Linked DNA regions of Mus musculus: region 2 is linked to region 1. A link is a contact called in public Hi-C data. All regions are on one chromosome and are shown on one strand. The core of a region is the stretch at or near the end of the contact, and the rest is flanking DNA. Distances in the headings are between cores, read along the strand shown.

What was found. Hi-C and Micro-C count contacts between places; a contact is called where the count stands out from the background.
Region 2: a contact with region 1 is called in a Hi-C map of muscle stem cells, with 2.3 times the contacts expected there. The contact joins two enhancer-like sites. A contact is called at or near these places in 1 of 15 datasets of contacts at CTCF or cohesin (the NIH/3T3 cell line) and 2 of 484 Hi-C or Micro-C datasets (muscle stem cells and nephron progenitors).

What each region holds. Positions count from the first base shown.
Region 1 is chr17:75,024,715-75,028,979 of GRCm38.p6, reverse strand. All of the region lies in intron 2 of Ltbp1 (latent transforming growth factor beta binding protein 1), which reads right to left. Among named protein-coding and RNA genes, the nearest start is that of Ltbp1, 21 kb to the right of the region's middle. Within about 2 kb of position 1,454, at least 14 of the 459 cell types and tissues checked have an H3K27ac peak or open chromatin away from gene starts, as enhancers often do. A contact at or near this core is called in muscle stem cells, where this site is marked.
Region 2 is chr17:75,249,957-75,253,613 of GRCm38.p6, reverse strand. It overlaps Ltbp1 (latent transforming growth factor beta binding protein 1), which reads right to left. Exons shown (of 34, transcript NM_019919.4): 9 at 1,199-1,270. Among named protein-coding and RNA genes, the nearest start is that of Rasgrp3, 180 kb to the left of the region's middle. Within about 2 kb of position 2,198, at least 38 of the 459 cell types and tissues checked have an H3K27ac peak or open chromatin away from gene starts, as enhancers often do. A contact at or near this core is called in muscle stem cells, where this site is marked.

The sequences.
Region 1 (4,265 bases), core at 205-2,704:
CCTTCCTTCTCTCCTTTCTACCGACATTCTCACGTTTCATCCCTTTCTTCTCTTTTTGCTAGACTCCTTCAAACTACCTTCAGTCAAGAACCCCTCCTCCTCAATCTATACCCCCAGCAGATACACATCACCCTGGCTGCAGGAAGAGTGAGGGATGGCAGCTTTTGTCCTGCATTGACTCAAACATAGCCAACAATAGTCTGTCCATCCTACATCCCTCCCATGTAAGACCTTCCCCTCCCATCACCAAATGCTGTTATCTAGTCCCCTCTCCCTGAGTCTGGACTCCCTCTGCACTAGGCTTCCACCAACCCATTCCCTCCCCAAGAGCACCCTAAAGGCATCAGTCTGATTCTCTACCCTGAGAGCTGAGTCTCGATTCCCTCACAGAATATATGCAAATCGAATTCAATTATCCATATGTATAAGGTGTATCTATGAGATGTTGCTACAGTCAACTGGCTGATGAAAGGCAGCTCTGGCTCACAGTGAGAGAGTCTATCATGTCAAATAAAGTGTGGCAGCAGGAGTACGAGGCTGCTGGGCACATCTGGACAGATAAGGAAGCAGAAAGAGTGGGTCCAGGCTATACATTTCAAGGCCCACCCCCAGCAACCGACACCTTAAGGTTTACTTCCTAAAGGTCCTATAACCTCTGCAAACAGTACTGCCTGCTGGAGAATCAAGAACTCAAACAAACGAGCCTACAGGGGACTTTTAATACCCAGACCACAAAAAAAAAAAAAAAAGGTACAAAATGCAAACCTAATGAACTCAACAGGCTCAGAAGACAAGATGAGAAACTCATTCATTCAAAAAGAACACCAGCTGAATACCAGTCATGCACCAAGCGCGGGGCACACTTGAAGGACACGTTTTGCACTTGACTTGCTTAAAGGGATAGATGAAAAGACTCTCAGAAAGCCAGGAATTAGCATGTCATCCCTTCTTGGCAGAAAAAGCTAGAGATAGATGCTTGGGAAAGAAGAGGCCATCAGAGGCCAGACAGGCTAAAAGTACAAAAAGAACAGAGAGTACAAACCTCTTCCCTAGTTTCCAGAAAATAAAGGAAAGCAATTGGGGAAAAAGACGTAAATGACACTCCTGGTGTGCCCTGGAAAGCCACACGGAATCCAGCCATCCCTGTGCGTCTGCATCCATATGTCTACAACCTGCTCCAGTAGGGACCTGGAACCTTGAGAGAAAGACGGGGACCTTGAGGTATTTAACCCCAAAGAAGAATGCAAGCTCCTAGAGAAAGTCCTGGATGTTGGTGAAGACAGCCACAGATGCTTGCTTGGTTAACCAAATCAGTATTGCTCAACCCCAGGAGGGTGGGAAGATCCTACACTCCCCCCGCCCCCACTGGAATCCCCAGTGACAATCTGAGGCTCATTTTCCCACAGAAATCTCGCCAGGCATGGCAGCTGAGCTCCAACCAGGACAAACACCATCTGTAGTCTGCACAGATCCTGGGAGACAGGAAGATGAAAACAGGCTGGCTCTGAGTCTGAACCCTGCCTTGGGTTCGTGCATCCATAAAACGTGGAGATCCACCGAAACCCTGGTGGAGCAGCTAGCTCAGCATAGGGCCTGGCACAGTTAGGGCTGAGTCTATGACATCATGTTTCAGGAGACCACTCTGTAACAGGCCACCAGACAACAGAGTTCTGTCAAGTACACCACTTGTCCAAACACAGGAGACCTTCTGCATTCCAGATGATAACAATTGAGCCTTTCCACATAATAGCAATAATTATATCCATGCTAGTTTAACAAAACAGAACAACTTATCCAAAATGTAAGACCACTTATAACCAATATCTAGATAGTACTTTTTTCCTGGTACAGGGTCTCACTCTGTAGCCCAGGATGGACCTTAGGACTTCAGATCTTCCAGGAAACTGGGACTGCAGGTGGGAATCACCATATCCAGCCTTCTATAGCGCTTTTCTATCAAGAAATTTGAAAGTGTATCTCCCGTGTTATGATCCCACCCTAGAGGAAACACGTATAGAATTTTGCCAGACTTTTTATAGAGAAAGGTAGAGTCCAGAGACCTCAGAGAGTCTTGCTCGTCTCCTCACTCTGTTGTTCCACTGAATTAGGGCAGGAGTTCCGAGAGACAGAGCTGTCTTACTCTGACCCATCTGGTGTGGCTGAGCTTGAATGTGCTGGATTACTTTCCTGTTCTGGAAAACCACCTACGAAACCTCACTACAACCAAGCTGAGCAATGGCGAATGTCAGAAGAAAAAATGAAAAGAATCCCAACGTTTATTCAGAGTAGAGAAGGGGAGGAAGAGGATGGTCAGGTGGGACACGGAAAGAGAATGACTCAGCCAAAAACCACTAGAAGGCGGGACAGCAGAATAGTTACTGTCATTGGCACTGGTACCAAAAAGACAACCTTTCCCCACCCAGGTGAATCCGGCTGAAGGCACACACACACTAAAAGTGCCTCCCATTTTTTTAAATAATATTTTTTTGTTTGAAGGTTGTGTGCATGTGTACAGCATGTACTGATCATATTTGGCCACCACTATCTCCGTCCAGCTTCTCCTTATGCCCTTACCCTGTCTCCCACCCAACTTCACGTCCTTAGTCATATTGCTATTAACATTAACAGTTGAATCCAGTTAGCTCTGCCCATATGTGCACGGTGTGGTACGAGCAACCTACCACCAAAGAAGGGTGATCTTGTACGAGCAACCTACCACCAAAGAAGGGTGATCTCTCATCCTCAGCGGCCATCAATTGGTAGTAGCTCCTACAATGGGGGCGTAGGGGGGAACTCTTCCTCCTTCGTGCTGGAATTTTGATTGGCTTAACCATCCCAGAAGACGTGAAGTATTAAGTGGTGCTGCCTCTCTCGGCTGACAAACACCAGGACTCTGAGCTGTGCACAGAGCCACCCCCTCTCTCTCTATGGCACACCTCACAGCGTATGCTCTCTGTAAGTGGCATCCTCGCTGGAGACCTCTGTGGAATGGCCTGAGAAGTTAAACTCATTAAAAACATATGGAAATTCCTTCATAATCCCAAATGTACCCCCTGAGAATAAAAAAGAGAGAGAGAGAGAGAGAGAGAGAGAGAGAGAGAGACCTAAATCAAATGTCTCAGAAAATTCTTCAGGGCTCTTTTGCCAATCTGTGATCCAATGCTCTGACCTAGATTCTGTGTTAAAGAGGAGGACGATCCTTGGATAGGGTTCCGTAATGATCCCCCCAAATTCTTAACAATCAAATCTAAATCATCTCTTTTTTTTGTTGGTGTTTTTTTGGGAAGGAGGGGTGTCAAGGCAGGTTTTCTCTGTGTTGTTTTTCCTTAGCTGTTGGAGAACCCTGCTGTTAGGGTCACAGTCCACCAAGTTGGGAGAGCTCTCTCCGAGCTCAGTGCAAACTGGAGGATTCCCTTTCTCGTCCTGACCCTGTCTGGAATAGAGCATAGAAGTTTTATCTGAAGCCCCTGTGCAGAGCTCTCTGCAAACTCTGCACAACTCCACACGCAAGCCCTGCTCTGTCTGGCTCCCCACCCTAGTGATAATTAGGTACTTCGTTATAACCAATCAACCCGTTCCATCCACACCCCTAAGAGTTCTCATATACCCTACCTACTCCTGGGACAACAAAGAGCGCTGTCTCACTGAAGCTGTCTCCAGAAGCCCTTCCACGGTACTCACAGCTGTCTGATCCCTGCTTGATGCGTCTGTTCCCTCCACCCTCATGGTCCACTGGCCAGTGACTCTCCAAGAAGAAGGGAGACCCACACCTGGCTGCCCTGGAACTCACCAGGCTAGTCTAAATGTCAGAAATTCACCTTCCTCTGCCTCTCAAATGCTGGCATTAAAGCTGTAAGCCACCTCTGCATCAAGGATTCTTTAGAAGTCTGTAAATTTGTCATTTTTGTTCTTAAAATATAACCTTTCCATCTCAAGTCAAGTATGTCCAGAGCCTGAAAAATCTAAAAATCTGAAGCAGGAGCATCAGGAATTGAAACCCAAGACATCCAGGAAATAACAAAGCAGATACAACCTGGGCTACACAAGACCCTGGTTCAACAAAACTAAAGCAAACCAAATAAAAGTCAAAGTAAAAAATGTTTTAAAAAGTGCCAGCAAGATGGCTCAGTGAGTGACATGCCTGCCATCAAGTCTGCTCCCTGAATCCAGTCCCAGGACGCACAAGGTGGAAAGAAAGGCCAACTCCTTCAGGTTATCCTCTGATCTATATATGCATGCCATGGCAAAGCACACACACACACAAT
Region 2 (3,657 bases), core at 949-3,448, 220 kb before region 1:
GAGTACAATTAATTAATTAATTAATTAATCATTAAGAAAATTCAAGTTTGAGGTCAGCCTTTTCCCTACAGAGTTCTAAGCTGGCCAGGGCTACATAGTGAAAAAATGAAGAAAGAAAGAAACAAGAAAATTGGTCACTTGTTTACCACTTTATAAAGTTCTGGACACTAACTGTGCTTAGAGTTTAGACACAGAATTTATGAAGAATCACTGAAAAATCTTACTTTTATTCCTAAGCCATCTATACTTGTCCCAGTTAAAAATAAACCATAATAACTCTTATTAACAATAACTAAATCATTTCTTCATTCATGCCATTTTTAAAAAATCTGTAATGAACTCTAGACTCTAAGTTCATGAATCAGTAAAGCTGGGCTCTCATTGGAAGCCATAGACAACCAAGAAACTTTGAAGTAAATTCTTAGAACACGACATAAAGAAATAATTTACAGACTAAGTATGAAGAAATCCTAGCGCTGCCTGAGGACTCTTGGCAGTGGTTCCCCTAAGTAACTAGATGAAAATTTGATGATATTAGTCCTGAAGCAGGCACTGGTCAAATTGAGATATGCTTTCAACTCTACCCAGCCACACAGAAGACATCTAACCTCTCAGTGTGGCTTTAGGTTTTTCACTTCTAGGCCCAAGACTTGATAAATTATGAGGTCTTCCCAGTATCTACAACTTCCCTATGATGCTAAGAAAATGAAGCAAAGTACTCAGGGCATCTCACATTTAAGGCTCTGGCTTTTCTGGCTGCCTAGAGGACACCTGTTCAGGCCAGTATTTAGTTCTTACAAAATCTGAGATGGGTAGCAAAATACTCATGGGAGGAGAAAAGGGAACTGTGTTGTAGATGATAGGTCAGCAGGGAAGTACCTCGGCTAAGCAGGCACAGGTGCGGGTACCCGTGCACACATAGAACATAACCAGTGTGGGGACCCGGGTCTGCTCAGTGCTAGCCACGCTCCTGCAGGGTTTTGCCACAAGTTAAGAAATGGTAAGCATTCCAGTAGCTTGAAAGAGTAAGTAAAAACTTTACCAATCACATATCAGTATGCCCTTAGCCACCTGGAGAGAGCAGGACATCACACATCTACCATGTAACTGTCACATGCTGGGCCCCGGAGCATCATGTGACAAAAGAACTCAAGCTTCTACCCAGGGGGTCCACATCAGTACATTCCAAAAGCCTTACCTTGACAAAAGGTGTTGTTAACCCGTTTATATCCTTGTAGGCATTCCATCATTTGAGTATATCCATGATAGGCTGTAAATGGCGGGAAGAAAAGCATTCATTATGATTTAAGTTCTTGTGATCGGAAGCTGCTAGATGTGGTGCCATTTACCACACCAATAGATTGACCATTTACAAGCTATGAGTACCAACAGAGACTTCCGCCTCATGCTTGCATGCTTGTTCTCAGTGTGCTTCCTATTGCACTAGCTGTATTCCTAGGAAGTTGACAGGAAACCTTTACTGTATTAACTGAACGTTAAGACTGCTTTGTATTATCTTCTAATTCGTTATTAAATATTCCCATCATAAGATGCATTCCCCTACAGATACTTGTTTCAAGAAACAGTGGGCTAACAGGGGAAACATTGGCATGTGGAAGTTGCTTCATTCATCCATTGGCCTCAAGTCCAGTGTTGTCCCCTACAATGAAGACACCAATGTGGGTGCCTACAGAAACCGGGACCTCAGTTGCGAGTCCTTCAGTGACAAAAGGATCATATTCAGCAGTCTCTTCAAGGCATGGAGCCAGACCAGATGACCTTGTCTCCCTCTGCTTAGGATTCTAAGCCAATTTTCTTCTAAAACTTTGAGGAGACAATCGACTTGTTCACACTAAGCACATCGCTAATAGATGATAAACTAGTTAATGAAACAATTTGTAGATTTAAAATTGAGTTTTCAATAGCAAAAAGAAAATTATTGACAATGAAAGGTTTTTGCATGAGGCTAAACAAAACTTCATTAAATGAAAGCCACGTGAAAGTTGAGGTTTGAACTATTTGGAGAAAAACAAAACAAAGTACAAACTAAACAAGGTCATGGAACCCCAACCATCATATATAGAAGCCAAGGACCGTCTGCTCTCTTCCAGCATGAATACCATTTAGAGAGTAGTGCCAAACAAGGGAAGGAAAGATCTTAAGAAGAATGTGACCTTGAGTGTGCTGCTTGCTGGTGAGTCACTTCAGACAGTATAAGCACAGCAAATGCCAGGATGTGAGAGTTCACCTCACTCCTCATCCCTACCACTCTGAAACCAAAGCCATCTCTTCAATTCAGACATCAAATGAGCCACGGGCTTATTTTCACCAACGTTTTTGTTAAAAAGGGCGACTCTGTACTTTCCCATTCCGCTGAAGTCATCGTCAGTACTGAGCTGTGGCGCTAACAACACCATATAAAGCAGTGGGTTCCTGCCCAGATGATGCAATGCTAGAAACAAATGGCTGGAGGTCAGGAATAATAATAGCCTTAGGAATTAAGGGGGGAGATGATGTGAACCCCTTTACTCCTAACATCTGTCACTCTCGGCTCCTTTGGAATTTAGAAAAGAGAAAAAAATAGAAATAGCTAAGATTGGAGAAAAGGCACAAAGCAGCCAACAAATGGAAAAAGAAAAATAAAGGGGAAGAAGAAAAATATATAAAGAAACAGAAGGAGACCAGAACGCAGGTTGGAGGATCCTCTCTCACCCCCATCCTTAGACCTAACAGGGGGAAACATGTCTCTACCACAACAGCATTAGACAAACACACATGACAAATGAATGGGGCAGATGGCAGTGTGCTTTTAGCCATTTAGATACAGATTCCAGGTTAATGACTCATCAGAATCAACAGCGAATGACAGCGGGAGGCAGTCACGTTTGTGTCACCCCAACTCTAAAACACCAAGTTCTTCAAATAATTTCAAATGTATCCCAGAGGTCCCTTCAGTCAGAGAACCAAAATAATTTAGGTAAACAGGTCTTTAAGTAATGTGGGATCGTTATCATTCAACCAGCCTGCTTCGTGGAAATCCATCTAACTAACCATCATCCGGCCCCCTTGGAAAATCCATGTGAGACATTCTTTGACTACTGAGGATCTCATGGGACTTTTTTCTCTCTTTAAGGAAGAACCAATGTTCACAAACTTTAGCAGGAATTTCTAACAAACGCTAAGTAGTGTCAACAAATTGAATGAATACTTCAGGTAATCAGAGACCCTGTATGTTTGAGAAACTAGGAATCAGAAGGGCAGACAAAGGAAGAGGTGGTTTACAGAAAATTACCATGCTGGGAGAGTAGTTTTAAAAAGACAAGTAGTAGGTTTTTTAGGTTAAACAAAAAGGTTTAAAGGGCAAGTGAGAAGTTGGAGAGATGGCTCAGTAGTTAAGAGCACTTGTTGCTCAGTTTCCAGCATCTACACGGTGGCTCATGCCATACATAACTCTACTTCTAGGGGATTTGACACTTTCTTCTGAACTCTGTGGGTACCAGGCACAAATGGGATACACATATAAGCATGCAAGCAAAACATGCATATATATAAAATAAAAATACTTAAAAGGGTTTTAAAGACAAGCAAGAGTATCAATTCAGTCGATAAATAAACATCATCTGACTGTAGCAAATGAGATGTCCCTTTAAGATGAGA